2 separate regions of the Mus musculus genome follow, and region 2 is linked to region 1. Evidence: chromatin contacts called from public Hi-C data. All regions are on one chromosome and are shown on one strand. Each heading gives the region's core, a stretch centred on a gene start, on an enhancer-like site or on the middle of the called end of the contact. The rest is flanking DNA. Distances are from core to core; before and after follow the strand shown. Region 1 has its middle 40 kb from the start of Gm38439. Region 2 has its middle 9.5 kb from the start of Gm30483.

Region 1 (6,512 bases), core at 3,281-5,780:
AAAAGTCTGTTTGTCCTTTATGGAATCAGTCACACAGAGGGTGTTTAGAGATAACTGGAAAGGGATTTAGAATCTTTATTTTTCTCAATGTAGTGTGAGGCTGACACCAGGTAACCAGGCAGGACTTAGCAAAGACTGTGTGACACTGAACTACTGGAGGCAAAAACTGATAGGAGGCCCTGAGAGTCAGGACTTTAAGTCTGGTGATGATCTATTTGAGCAAGCTTTCTAACGAGTCTTCTGCTCACAGATAGGACTGGTGGCCTTTCCATCACCGAGGGAAGTCAAAGTAGGCACTTGAAGGAAGAACTGAAATGGAAGACATGGAAGAACTCTGATTACTGCCTTGTACCCCATGACTTGATCAGCTTGATTTATTACTGTATACAGTACCACTGGCCTAGGGGATGATACTACCCACAGTAGACTGGCTCTTTCCGCACCACACATTAAGCAAGAAAATGTCCCCACAAACATACCTACAGGGGATGTGATGGAGGCATTTTCTTAACTATGGTTTTCTTTTAAAGGATGACTCTTGATTGTGGCAGAGTGCCAAACCCTAGCTAGCACATGGCTCATGGATGCTACCTTTTGCACCAAATGCTATGCTGGTGGCAAGATTAGACATCAGTTTCTTTCTGATCGTCCCACAGGACTAGAACCTCCTGCAACAGGAATTGTGTCTTTCCCATCTACTAAGAGATGTTGTACCTACCCATCCACGGGCAGTGCGTCCTGGATGGACAGGAAGAGGAGCCACAGGAAGAACAGACAGTGAGGACAGTGCAAGGTGATTTGGTGATAAACAGCACTACGGGATGGTTAACTCTGGCCACACACAATGCCCATGCCTTCAAAAGGAGTTTGGCCCTGGGCTGTAATAATAGTTTTCCAGTCTGTGGGAGATCTATGGTTTTGTTTGTTTGTTTGTTTGTGTTGTTTTTAATTTTGAGCCCAAGTGAACAGAAACACCTAGGGAGAGGTTTCTAATAAAACAGAGACTGGGGAGATGGATCAGTATTTAAGAGCACTGGCTACTCTTCAAGAGGTTACAGGCTCCGTTCCCAGTGCCCAGCTAATGGTTCACAACTGGTGTAACTCCAGTTCCAATGGATCTGACACCCTCTTCTGGCTTCCATGGATGCTCCACACATGTCATTCACATAAATACATGCAGACAAAACACTCATACACATAAAAAGAAAGTAAATAAATCTTTGTTCAAAAATGAATGGATAAACACCAACTCCCCAGCAATCATCTGTCCCTCCAAGCCAGTGGGAAGGGACCAGGATGGGGTGGGAAGGAACACAGTTAAACCTGACCCATGAAGCTGGGCCAGAGTCAGTTCCCATGCTCCAACACGATCTGTGGGTCCAACCCCTGTGACCACTCTTCAGTACCCTAGTAACACATCCTAGTGACCCTCGAGGAATAGCTCTAACAAATGCCACATGTTTCTCTAGCACAGTCCCCTGTGCACAGCTTACATTCTTAGTGAAGCTGCTGCATGCACTAGTAAATGGAGGGGTCCATGTACCTTGGGCAGAGAAGAAAGAGAGGAGACAGGGCTGAAGGAAGTAGCATAGAGAAGAACTGGGCAAAGCAGCCAAGAATGGCTCAACAGGAAAGGCGGTAAAGCTTCAACAGGTCTGTGGACTCCTTCTGGATCTGGGCTTTCTGTGTATACTAAACAAGTCACTAAGTCTCCTCCTCCCTCTGAACATTACGGCTACAACTGAATGAGGGTTAAGCTCTTTCTGGCTTTAATTGCCAATTGCTCCTCAGAGATAAGGAAGAAAGACACATGAAGCGTGTTTGGTTTGAACCTGAAATGTCTCCCATCGGCTCATGTTTTCAACATATTTCCCTGATTACTGGTGCTGTTTAGGGAGGGTGTGGAGCCTTCAGGAGGTAAGACCTGGCTGGTAGAGAAGGGTCAAGAGAGGCAAGCCACTAAAAAGTAACTCTATAAAAGATATATCTTGGCCCACATTTTCTGCTTCCTGGTCTTAAGCCACATGAGCAGCCACAGAATTCTCCTGCCACTGTGGCCTGAAACTCCTCTGAGACTGTGAGCCAAAATAAATCTTTACTCCTTTAACTTGCTTCTGTCAGACACAATGCATGTGGTTAGACACAGAGTTCCCCACTGGGTGGAAGAGACACACATAGTTACTCCATTTGGGTCACAGAGGCCTCCAAGGAGTTTATACAGAGTGATCCATACTGCAATTGCCTGTTGGTCTGTCACGCTGATAAAGGCATTTATTTAATTTTTAAAAGTAATTTATTTATTTTATGTATATGAGTACACAGTCACTCTCATCAGACACACGAGAAGAGGACATCGGATCCCATTACAGATGGTTGTGAACTACCATGTGGTGGCTGGGAATTGAACTCAGGTCCTCTGGAAGAGCACTTAGTGCTCTTGTACTGAGCCATCTCTCTAGCCCCTGATACAGGTATTTAAATCCAATTCTGACCCAGGTAAATAACAATAGCATCAATGTCAGAGGAAGCAGGAAAGCTAGAAATGAGTATTGTCTAAATCTTTACTGTTTCTATCTGAGTTCTGAGAACATAAAGAGCCCTTGACTTAAGGTCTCTGCTTTTGCTCTTCCTGGTGCAATATTGGCCCCACAGTTAGTTTTATGTTTCAGTGACAAAATAACTGATGAAATTACTTAAGAGAGGAAATAACTATTTGGGTTCATGGATTCAGAGGTTTCATTCCAAGGTCAGCTGGCCCCACCCCAATGCTTTTAGACCCTGTGCTGAGACAGAAACATTATGGTGAACATGATGGTAAACACCATGGTAAGGGAGAGCTGACTGCTTGATGGAGGCCAGGAAGCAGAGAGGACAGAATGCTAGTACCCATCTACATGTTCCCTTTCTCCCCATTTTATTCCATCAAGGTGCCCAGCCTAGGGGATGGTGCTGCCAGATATAAACTGTTCCTCCCTCTTCCCTCATGGCCACACCACAAAGGTGCTTTGCTAATTTCCTGGATGTCTCTCAATCCAGTAAAGTTGTCAATCAAAATTAACCCTCAAAGTACCAAATAAATAAGATCAAACAGAAGAAAGATATAGGGAGTTGCCACGTTCTTATGTCTCCTTTTAAAGGAAGGGAATCTGTTTGAGAACGTGTTGGCTTATGCCTCATGGGCCAAGAATGAATCCTGTTTCTATGGTTAGCCCATTAGTAACTACTGCGCTAACTTCATTTAACATGACTGTCCTAGACAAGTCAAACTAGGGAGCTGAACAATGGCATTGTAGTATTCAAAACATTGCAGAGGACAGCCTTGTACACAGCAAAGCATTCTTGGAATAAGAACTGCTTGAAGAGAGACCATGCAGGATCTGAGAGGGCAGTGGGCCCCAAGAGATGGCGGTGCTTTCCAACCAGTGCAGCCTTTGAACAATTTGTTTTCAACACTGAGGAATGAACCCAGGCCCTCCCATGTGCTAAGCAAGGACTTTACCAGAGAGCTGTGCTCCCATCCCCGTGATATTTCTCATGTTCTTTTGAAACAGTCTTGTTGAGTTGCACAGGTCTAGAACTCACTTGTGTAGCCCTGGCAGGCCTTGAAATGGCTGTCCTCCCAAGTAGCTGGGGTTTAGGCTTGGACCCCCAGGCCTGGCTGAGTCTTTCTTTGATGCAGGTTGTCTGAGAAACTCTGAAAGACTGGCCTCCTTTCCAGCCTCATTTTGTCTCCTGCTGGATCAGAAGGAATTGTCTTTGACTTTTAAGGTATAGGTTGGGGGAAGGAAGGTGACAGAGGGAAAGTTACCTGAACCTCACCCTATCCCTTCTTTCTAGAGAGCCTTCCTCAGGGATGAAAACATAGGTGTGGGTCCAACTATACCCTTGGATACAAGAAGCAGCAGAGGCAGGTGAAAGGCTTATAAAGTCTATGTAAAAGAGGGGATGGCTCATCCCACAGGTTTCCCAAAGGAGACCTGGGATTCTGTGATGCACACGGATGTCTGTGGATGCCAGAAAACTGGGATGGGAGCTTCATTTTGCATGGTTCTGTTTGCTTCAAGCATTTAGCCTTCCTGTGACAACGGTATGTTGAGGCCCAATTTTGTAGCTATCACCCTTTCACATAGACGAAGTTCTTGATGCTGTCCTCTATCTCGAGGGACAAGCTGGTGGGGGGCCACCTGGATAGCATCATAAGCTAGGTCAAGGACCACAGCCGACCGCCGTCATGTTTCCTGCCATTGTTCCAGCGAGAAGCACCCTCCCTCAGGATGGAGGGTCAAAGAACACAAGAGTCCAGAGTGGTGTCTCGTCTGCATCACCTCAAACTGTGCCCAGGGCCAGCTGGTCCCCACCGCACCAGGGGCGTGCTCTGCACCTTAAACGGATGGACCGGCACATGCAGGGTCACTCTACTTCCCCTGGCTCCAGACTAGGCTTTGCTCTGTCTGCCGCTGGACTCCTGGGCCAGGATGCAGTCTGGCAAAGTGGTGGTGCGCGTGGGGCTGAGTGTGGAACTCTTTGTAAGCACATCTGGGCCGCTCTGCAAGGAGAAGCTGCTGACAGACTGTTTGCCAATAAAGAAAGTCACAGAGCCTAATAGCAATCAGATGGGGGATCTGGTTTGGCTGCACGCTTCTCAGGATGTACCTAGGCGGGCCCAGGCAGCTTTCTCCCCAGGGAAGCCAAGACAGTGCAGACTCATGGCTCCCTCTGCTACCTAGGAGCCAAGAAGGCTCTTTCCCTTTCCCTTCGGCAAAAGCCAGGAGTTCTGCCTAAGGCGTTCAGAAGCATTACCTCCAAAGCTCTGGACCATACTGCAGGCTTGTTTTGGACCACCCCGTTGATTAGCATATTGGTGTAAGGAGCCAAAATTCTCCGGTGCCCAGAATTTGTTGCCATCTCATTACCTCACACAGTCGTTTTCCCAAGGTGACTCCTCCAAGTGACTTTGAATCTTAGTTTTCTGCTAACTGCCTGGTAGTACCAGGTTTGAGCAGAGAAGTGACCTAAATGGTCAGATGGGTGGGTTTGTTTATTCTCAGCTCTGGTGTCTTGGTAGCTAGCAGCTATGCAAACCCATACTGCAAAGAGAAAACAAGAAACCCACAGCAGCTCGTAGCATCATCTGGACATCTGTAAAACTGGATTGACTCGGTAGGGATGGGAAGCCCCGCCCCTGCCCAAGTTTCCTATCATTTTTAAACTTTAACCATGAACCATTCATTCAGCAGTCAAAAATCTCACCTTTACGGTCAGTAATAACAGAGGGAGTTGGGTTGCTCTGAGTGGGAGATGAGAGATAGGGCTTTCACAGGTTCGTCTTTCCTCTCTTTCTCTCTATTTTTTCACCTAAGGAACTATCTGGAACTTTCTAGAACATCTCTGAGCCTCTCATGAGCATTGCACTGGGTCCTGCCCCAGTGTCCTTTGGAACCACACTTCCAGGTGGGCATAGATGCCTCTTGATCCCTGTCTGAAAGGAGTTTGGGGGTGGGGGAGGGCATTTCTGATGAAGAGAACATCCCTGGCCTTTCATTCAAAAGCCTCAGATTCACATTCTCGTCTCTACCCTAAGTTAAGCAGCCTTGTACTTCACATCCTAAACTTCAAGCTTCCTCAGTGTGGGTCCTTCCTGGCACTTGATGGTCACATGATGCCCCCTGCGACATTTTATCTTTGCAGAAGCAGAAATGTGGAAGTGTGGGGTCAAAACCTCAGCGGGATATCTGGGTACCACCTCAGACATGGAGCTGAGACAAGAGAAGGAGTGGAATTGTTGGGGTATCCTCACACCCCTGGTACCCTGCACAGCATCCTGTCTATTCTATTATTAGGGAGAGGAAACCAGCCCGGGATGCAATCAGCACAGACCTCAAACTGCTGTTTACAAATGTGGGGCATTTGCTGAGACCTAAAATGTTCTTCCTCAAATACATCCTCCCCCACCCCCTTTGGTTTTTAAACCCATGTGGATTCCGAGGGAAATTGAATCCATATGTTTCTGGTTCATTTGCACTGAACTCATCAAAATGTAATTTTGCAACATCTAGCTGAAGTCCAGGATGCCTTTAGAAGCCTCATTTTTATGCCTTTTTACAAGGCCCTCTCCCTTGGAGACAGGAAGTTAGCCTTGCCAAGAGTGGACGGAATTCCAGCCAAGCAGGAGTTTCTGCCTGGGAATCCCAGGAGGTCAACAGAGCATCTTATCTCAGACCCACCTCCATCTTTAGTCTCGGAGCTGGAGGCTGCAAGAGGTGTCCAGCAAGGACGTATCACAACTGAGTGGAAGCCGGATTGTTTACACCGTGGCTCAAATGTTCACAGTTGAACAGAAGAGGTCAGCTAGCTCCATTGTGGTTGTGGGGGCTCTCGGGGCACAAGGCAGGACAGAGAGAGCAAAGACACAGGTGAACCAGACAGGTGCAGAGCACTCTTCTAGACCGAGTGGTCCTAGGGATGGAAATGTGCTTTGGACATCTGAAGGATAATGGAGAGAAATAGATGTG
Region 2 (6,748 bases), core at 1,712-4,211, 82 kb after region 1:
GGGGGTGTGGACACTGTGCTAAGCAATTTTGAGGTTCACAAACTTAGGATAAAAGAAAAAGTGACTCAGAGATATATGCTATGACTCAAACACAGCTATCTTAGTTGTTTTTATATTTTTTAATATATTGATTTCAAGATATTAAACAAAATAAAGGCACTATTCAGAAGGCAAACATGAGAGGGACTCTAACATCAGCAGCTGTAACACCTGCTAGTCATACCAGCCTCTCAGCCTTCGGGGTGATGAGCCAACTCTGATACCTAAGCCCCTGGGCAAATGGAAGGAATTCCTGAGGCACTAACTGCCAGCCCTGGGCTGGGTAAATCTTGCTAAAGAACAACTTAGACCACAGAGCCAAAGGGCTCCTTCAGAGTAACGGGGAGAGCTCTCAGCCATACCCACCTGCCAGCATGAAGCCCCATCTGCACTTGTGTGTACCCCTTCACCATGGCCATTCATAGGTCCTTGTTTGTCTTGTCTCCTTTGCCTGGCTGTCTAACTTACCATCCCTTCCTGCGATGTATACTGCTGCCATTGACTTTAGAATGGTGTCCCCTCTTGTGCCCGGAGCCCCCAGTGAAGCTGTCACAACACCACACCATCTCCCCCTTACAACCCACCATCTCCTCTTTCTTGTCAAAGGCATGAAACAGGCACTGGAGCATGTCCTACCTGGCAAAGCTTCCAAAATTATGGGTCCCTCCCTTCCCCAGGAACTTGGGAACCTTAGCAGCTCTAAGCATAGAAGTGGCTGGATAAAGAAGGAAGCTGGAGGCTTCCCTGGGGTGAGCAGTCCCCTCTGCCTAATCCTTATTCTTCACTTTAAGGAGCTGGGAACATCCTGGTGGGAGTGAGAAAGAGGCCCTAACAAGGCAGATCTTGGACCTTCTCTTCCCAGTTTCTGGCCTCAGGGAGCTCACAAACTCTTCCTTGCTCTCCTCTCCTCTCTGCTCCTCCCCATGATCCTGGACAGCTTCCTTCTTCCCCTCTTCTTCAAGGCTGCCTCTCTTAATGGGTGACACCACACACACACACACACACACACACACAGCCAAAAAAACAAACAAACAAAAGATTTCATACTAAAATATGGTTTTCCAGTTCCCCTAGAGAAGTCAGAAGGTCTGGCAAGATCTTCCAGGAGGCAGCAGATAGCGCCCCCACCCCGCCCCCAAGCCACCCCTGGAATGCACTATGTGTGCCCATGCAGGCGCTGCCAGCATCATGGTTTTAGCTCAGCTTCACAAGGTCCTGTGTACAAGCCCAGCCTTACCTTGCAGTGAGTGGGTGGGAGGGAGGGGTGAGGGTTTTACATCCTTCTCAGCACCAGATGGACCTCATTCCTGTACACACCCAGGGAAACAAGCAAGTGGGTGGTCGTGGCCTGTTCCCTGGCTTCCTGTTTTCCATTGTGTCTCTGAAAATGAACACATCAGCTCTTCCTTCTAGTTTCTGGTTTGCGGTAGAGTTTAAGTGCCGGAGGGGGGACCAATATGGTAACGAGGCTTGTGCCAAGGGTGTGCACTGCATCCCATTCAAAAGACACAGTGGTCAGAGGGAGGGACAGCTCTAATACAGTGAATAAGGAGGCAGTCTACCAGAAGTTGTTCTCCAAGATTACCTGTGATAATCCACAACTTACACACAGCACTCATCAAAACTAGCACGATTTCTGTAGGGTGTGTGTTGGGGGAACCCTGTAGATGGCACCTCTCTAAAAACTGGGGTCACCTTCTGCCAGCTGCAGTGCCATTCTAGGTCCTGAGGTCAGAGAATGTGTGATAGAGAATTATAGACACCCCATTCCTTAAAGGAATCCATGCCTGCTGGTTACTCACCCCCGGGGCCTTCATCCACGGGAGATGTATGGACATGATATTTTGAAATCTGCATTTTCCTAGCGTGCTCCCTTCCCTGCAACTAGTTCTGGAACAATGGAAAATGGTGTAGAAAAAAGACAGAAACATAAACTTTCAGACTGCTGGCTGCTACTGTGGCACGCCTATGAATGAGTGAGTGAGTGAGTGAATGAATGAATGAATGAATGAATGAATGAATGAATGAATGAATGAATGGTGCCCTCAGAAAGGTAGCTATCTCCCCACCCCACCCCTCTCTCATGGAGTCACAAAAGAAACACAATTCCTTTCTTCTCTTTTCTTCCCCCTAATAAAAGGCTCTTTCTAAAAATCAAAGGTGTCAGACTTTGCTCTCCCTTGCTGGCATGATCCAGAAGATGGCTGAGGAATGACAGATGTCGGCATCCAGCTGCAATGAAGCATGCAAAAGTTTCTCTCTAATCCACTTATTTCTCTGTAGTCACGTAAACCAAAACAAATGGGCAGGGCTTTACATTAGGATGGCAGGGTGGGGGTGGGAGGGACGGGAGGGACCCAAAGCCACAGCACTAGGACTTCCATTGCATAATGCAGCCTCCTCCACGCCATCTTGCTATGATTTTTCCCTCTGCATAAGGAAAAAAAAAATCTCCCTATAGCGTGAAAGGGTCCCTCAACGCAGGGGATCCAGAGAGTCAGCTCCTATGTCCTTTTGTCCCATACAAGATGACATTTCCCAAAGGGGCAGTTGTAAAGGCAGGATAAGGGCGTCATTAGCACAGGGAGGCCGCAGAACAAGCACCCACACGCAGGTACACACAAGCACCCTGTGACACACACATCACACACCAACACCCTGCTAAACTAACAGGATCGGTTTAATCACCAGCACCGTCGTTTTCAACTACTTGAATAAATCCAGGGGAATTATAAACGAAGCCCGTGTGTAATTAAAGTGAGGGTTGTTAGACTCTTCATTTAATAAAACACTTGAAAAGAAAAAGCCCTGGTAGGTCTTTTTCAATGCCAGGGGAAGCCGAAGGGGAGGGGCGCGCGCGCGCGTAGGCGAGAGAGGCCGGCCTCTTTTAGCGTGTAGCTGCGCCCACCTTGTGAACCCATTCCCCTTTCAATCTTGTAAGGAGCTGGGAGGGCGAGGATCGGGTCTGGGGCTCTGTCACCCGCCAGCAGTTGTAACAGCTGCGAAGCGCTCGTTTCAGTGCAGGCGGCAAGGAGAGATGTGACGGATTTCGCCCATGGCAGAATGGCGTTCCGTTTCTGGCCCTTCAGGCAAAAACAGTAAAAGAAAATTCGAGATTTCCCCCCTTAAACTTCCCACAACAACCTCAGCAGAGCCACATGACTCGCCTTCTACAATCTTCCCTGGTGTGCTCACTGCTACTTTGGCAGGAACTCAGAATTACTGTTACATAAATTCCATCTGATGCCAGAGAGACCATCTGTGAGCGGGAGCTGCTTCACCTACGTCTGCCTGCAAAGCCACTCTCCCCGAGACAAGGGAGAAGGGGGGAAAAGAATTTGATTAATTTGCAGAATGCTTGTGATTTGCTCATATATTATTATAACTCCTCATCAGCACATGACAAATCCCCAGCCCTGGGTGCAGGCACCCGTTTGATTCCAGCAGTTTCTTGCGTCGACACCTGACAGACTGCGGAGCTTCTAATGACTTTCAGATGCTTACAAACAGTGATTCTATCTTCAGAATAAAAAAAGGGGGAAAAATTCCATAGGAAGAAAAGAGGAGTGCACTTCTTCCTCTGGCGCAGTTCCTTCCTGGGTACCAACATTGATTTAACTGGGAGGGTGGCTGAAGCTTCTAGAAAGGGGCCCTCCCAGGCCCCACCACGGCTATGACCACACTGCACATAGAAACAAAGACCCCCGGATTCTGGAGGGCAAGTCAGCCGAGGCCACACTCCGGTGATGCCAGACGGTGCCCAGGTGCCGGCCAAGGCTAAGACGGGGTACTCTCTCCCAGCTTCTGCGTTTCAGAACCCTGGTAATTTTGTCCACTTTTAACACACCGATCATCTCTCGGCTTCTACACACACACATCTGTGTGCTGACTGCAGTTTGGTTCCCGCCTCCCCCCCCCCTCCTCCTCTTCTTTGCTTTTAAAACTCTGATTATGCCTCCAAACCTCTGCCTCTGTACTTGATTGCCTGTTTTAGATTAGAGATTTTTAGCCAGGAGACAAAGACTTCCGAATGCACATTAGTCCTGCGTATGAGGACCCACAGAAGGAAAAGCGATAAAACGCAACGTGCCATCTGTCCACAAACAATAACCTGTGTGTTTGGAGGCTCACAAATTACTTAGCACAGAACCTTCCCAAATTACAGAGCCTTGAGACAGAGCAGAGCTGCGAGTGAGACCCTCTTTGATGTCCTTCGGTATTTCCCACCCCCTTGTGCTCGCCCCCCAAATTGATTGCTAACAGTTGAGGAATGTCTCCGTGACAAGTAGATTTTTATTATCTGCATCTTCCCGGTTACATTTGGCCTGGGACCCCAGCAGGCGTGGCTCCCCCCAGCTGCAGCTGCTTGGGACAAGGGGCCCAGATGCAGTCTGTCTCCTGCGTGTGGTTGTGAGCTTGGGGCGGGGGCGGGGGGGGGGGCGGGGGGAGCAGGTCTCCTGATCAGGTCCCCTTTTGATACAGAAAGATCCCAACCAACTCTGCCTGCCCAGAGAGCCAGTCAGATGGCTCTGCTCAGGAAAAATAGTCAAGGTTTTGTTGGAGACACGGTTAGTCTGTTCAAATTGCCCTCTTGCCCACCTTCAGCCTTCTCTCCAGAAACTGTCTGATACCCGTCCTTGTTCTGACTCTAAGAAACAGCCTCAGGAGCCCACGGGCCATCAAAGACTCATAATGGTTAGCTAGTGTCTGTGGTTCCTCCAGAAAAATGCCTTATGAAATGATTTAGTAAAATGGAAGGCAGGGAAGAGCACGCGCATTGCTAAAGGAGGGGAGCATTTCTGTTTGTGGCTGGCTAGCAGGTTGACTGGCACTCCGTGCCTTTTGTTTGTAGGGCACAACAGCTGTCTTACCTAACCTGGCCCAACCCTTGTGTGGCTCCCCCGTGGCAAATCCTCCCACTTCCTGGAAGTGGAAACTGAGGTTCTGAGAGAGTCCAGTGTGAGTCTCAGGGAAGTTGTGGCGGCTGACTCCTGAAACTAGGCAATGGCCCTGGGCCACAGATGAACCCCCAGGTCCTGTTTTAAAGATAAGACCCTAAAGCAGCAGGAGGGATTAGTGGCATCCAGTGAAAAATGCCCGTGGTTGCTAGGAACAACCAGACAAGGGTGGACACTGCAGATGGAAACCTGTATGTCTTAACAGAGTTTCCAAATAGACACATCAATACACACATGAACACATAGACACACACACACACACACAGAGAGAGAGAGAGAGAGAGAGAGAGAGAGAGAGAGAGAGAGAGAGAGAGAGAGAGAGAGAGAACCTGAATATGACTGAATATGAACTATTAACTCCGTGAAGCCTCGTTCCCAGACTCACTTCAGTATAGAGACTCAATATTCCAAGTCTTCTCTGGACAGGGGGACTTTTTGCCTCTACTTGGGGGCTCAGTCTTATAGGAATGTATAACCCTCGACTGTCCAGCAAAGCCAGGCAGCCGGTAGCCTGGTAGATGATGGTGATCAGGTAGATAACCCATCAGGAGTCCTGGAGGTTCTGAGAATGCACTAGTTTTCATGGTAGACTCTTTAAATCTGAACTCAATAGAGACAAACTTTAAGTAAGGTTTGGCTGGAATGCACCGGGGTGGGAGCATGTCACTTGAGTTCAAAGAAACAGATATTTATTTGTTTTAATACGCGATGCCAAATGGCGAGCCACACTGCCATCCCAGCATCCCAGTTGCTTTCTGGTTCCAACAAAGAAACCGGTCCTGTGTTTCTTAGTCTCAAATCACAGGCAAGGACATTCTATGGGTTTGTTTGTTTGTTTTCTGCCACTGCTACGGTCACTGTCCTCATTTACATATGGATCCAGATTTATAGTTAGCAAATCCTACGTGTGACACAGAGAGATGGAGAAGGAACTTCAGGGGGCTTCAGCTGGCCAGAGAGGGTGGCCTCTCATCTCTACTGTCTGTCTGTATTCTAGCCTGGAACTCACTGTAGATCTCAGTCTTGAAGTCTTAATCCTCCTGCCTCAGCCTCCTGCACTTGGAGATCAAATGTGTACACAAACATATGCTGCTTCGATTTTAATTCTTTGATATATTTTTGACATAGGTCTCACTATGTGGCCAGGACTACCCTCCAGTGATTCTCCTGTCTCAGCCTCCCAGGTGCTGGGATAATAGGGCAGGTCCCCTGCCTCCACACTGAGTCACTAGCTGATCATTTAAAACATACAAGCACGTCTAGGTACATTTCCACTGTCGCAACGGTGACCTTTCCCCCAGACGGGTGAGCTTGTCTAACTCCCTCCTCTCCACAAGGGACTTGGGATCCTTGGAAAGGAGAGGCTCCCCAAGTATTCTTCGGGGGGGGGGGCACTTTCTGTTAAGATGTGTCAGGAGGAAGCATGTGTTAGGGCAGCTTGGTCTATGTCATTCTTCCATCCCAAAGAGGGGTGCTTTCAGGTTTCAAGATCCAGTTTTGGACATGAGCCCCTATCTTGTGGGAACTTTACAGTTCGATGAAATCTGAGAATGATTGCCAACCCCAGCAGGCAGGTGGAAGCCATAGGACCCTGACCTTGGTGTTGGGACAGGCATCTCTCACCCCAGCACACAGCTGCACAGCCTTCGGACAGTGGTTTCCTCCCAGCCCCTGAAGCCTCACCTACAGAGAGGCTGGTGCGTTTTCTTTCTCCCAGCGAGTGGCCGGGCCCCCTGGGGGTAACGCCCATC

What was found. A called contact is a pair of places that touch in the nucleus more often than the background predicts.
Region 2: a Hi-C map of uterus shows a contact between it and region 1, with 2.7 times the contacts expected there. The contact joins two enhancer-like sites. A contact is called at or near these places in 2 of 15 datasets of contacts at CTCF or cohesin (both in embryonic stem cells), 47 of 484 Hi-C or Micro-C datasets (8-cell embryo, cerebral cortex, cranial neural crest and 16 more) and 5 of 115 datasets of contacts at active chromatin or transcription factors (differentiating embryonic stem cells, embryonic stem cells, expanded potential stem cells and 1 more).

Annotation. Positions count from the first base shown.
Region 1 is chr7:37,250,046-37,256,557 of GRCm38.p6, forward strand. No RefSeq gene overlaps it. Among named protein-coding and RNA genes, the nearest start is that of Gm38439, 40 kb to the right of the region's middle. Within about 2 kb of position 4,531, at least 26 of the 459 cell types and tissues checked have an H3K27ac peak or open chromatin away from gene starts, as enhancers often do. A contact at or near this core is called in embryonic limb bud and uterus, where this site is marked.
Region 2 is chr7:37,334,075-37,340,822 of GRCm38.p6, forward strand. It overlaps a transcript of Zfp536 not described here. Among named protein-coding and RNA genes, the nearest start is that of Gm30483, 9.5 kb to the left of the region's middle. Within about 2 kb of position 2,962, at least 96 of the 459 cell types and tissues checked have an H3K27ac peak or open chromatin away from gene starts, as enhancers often do. A contact at or near this core is called in embryonic limb bud and uterus, where this site is marked.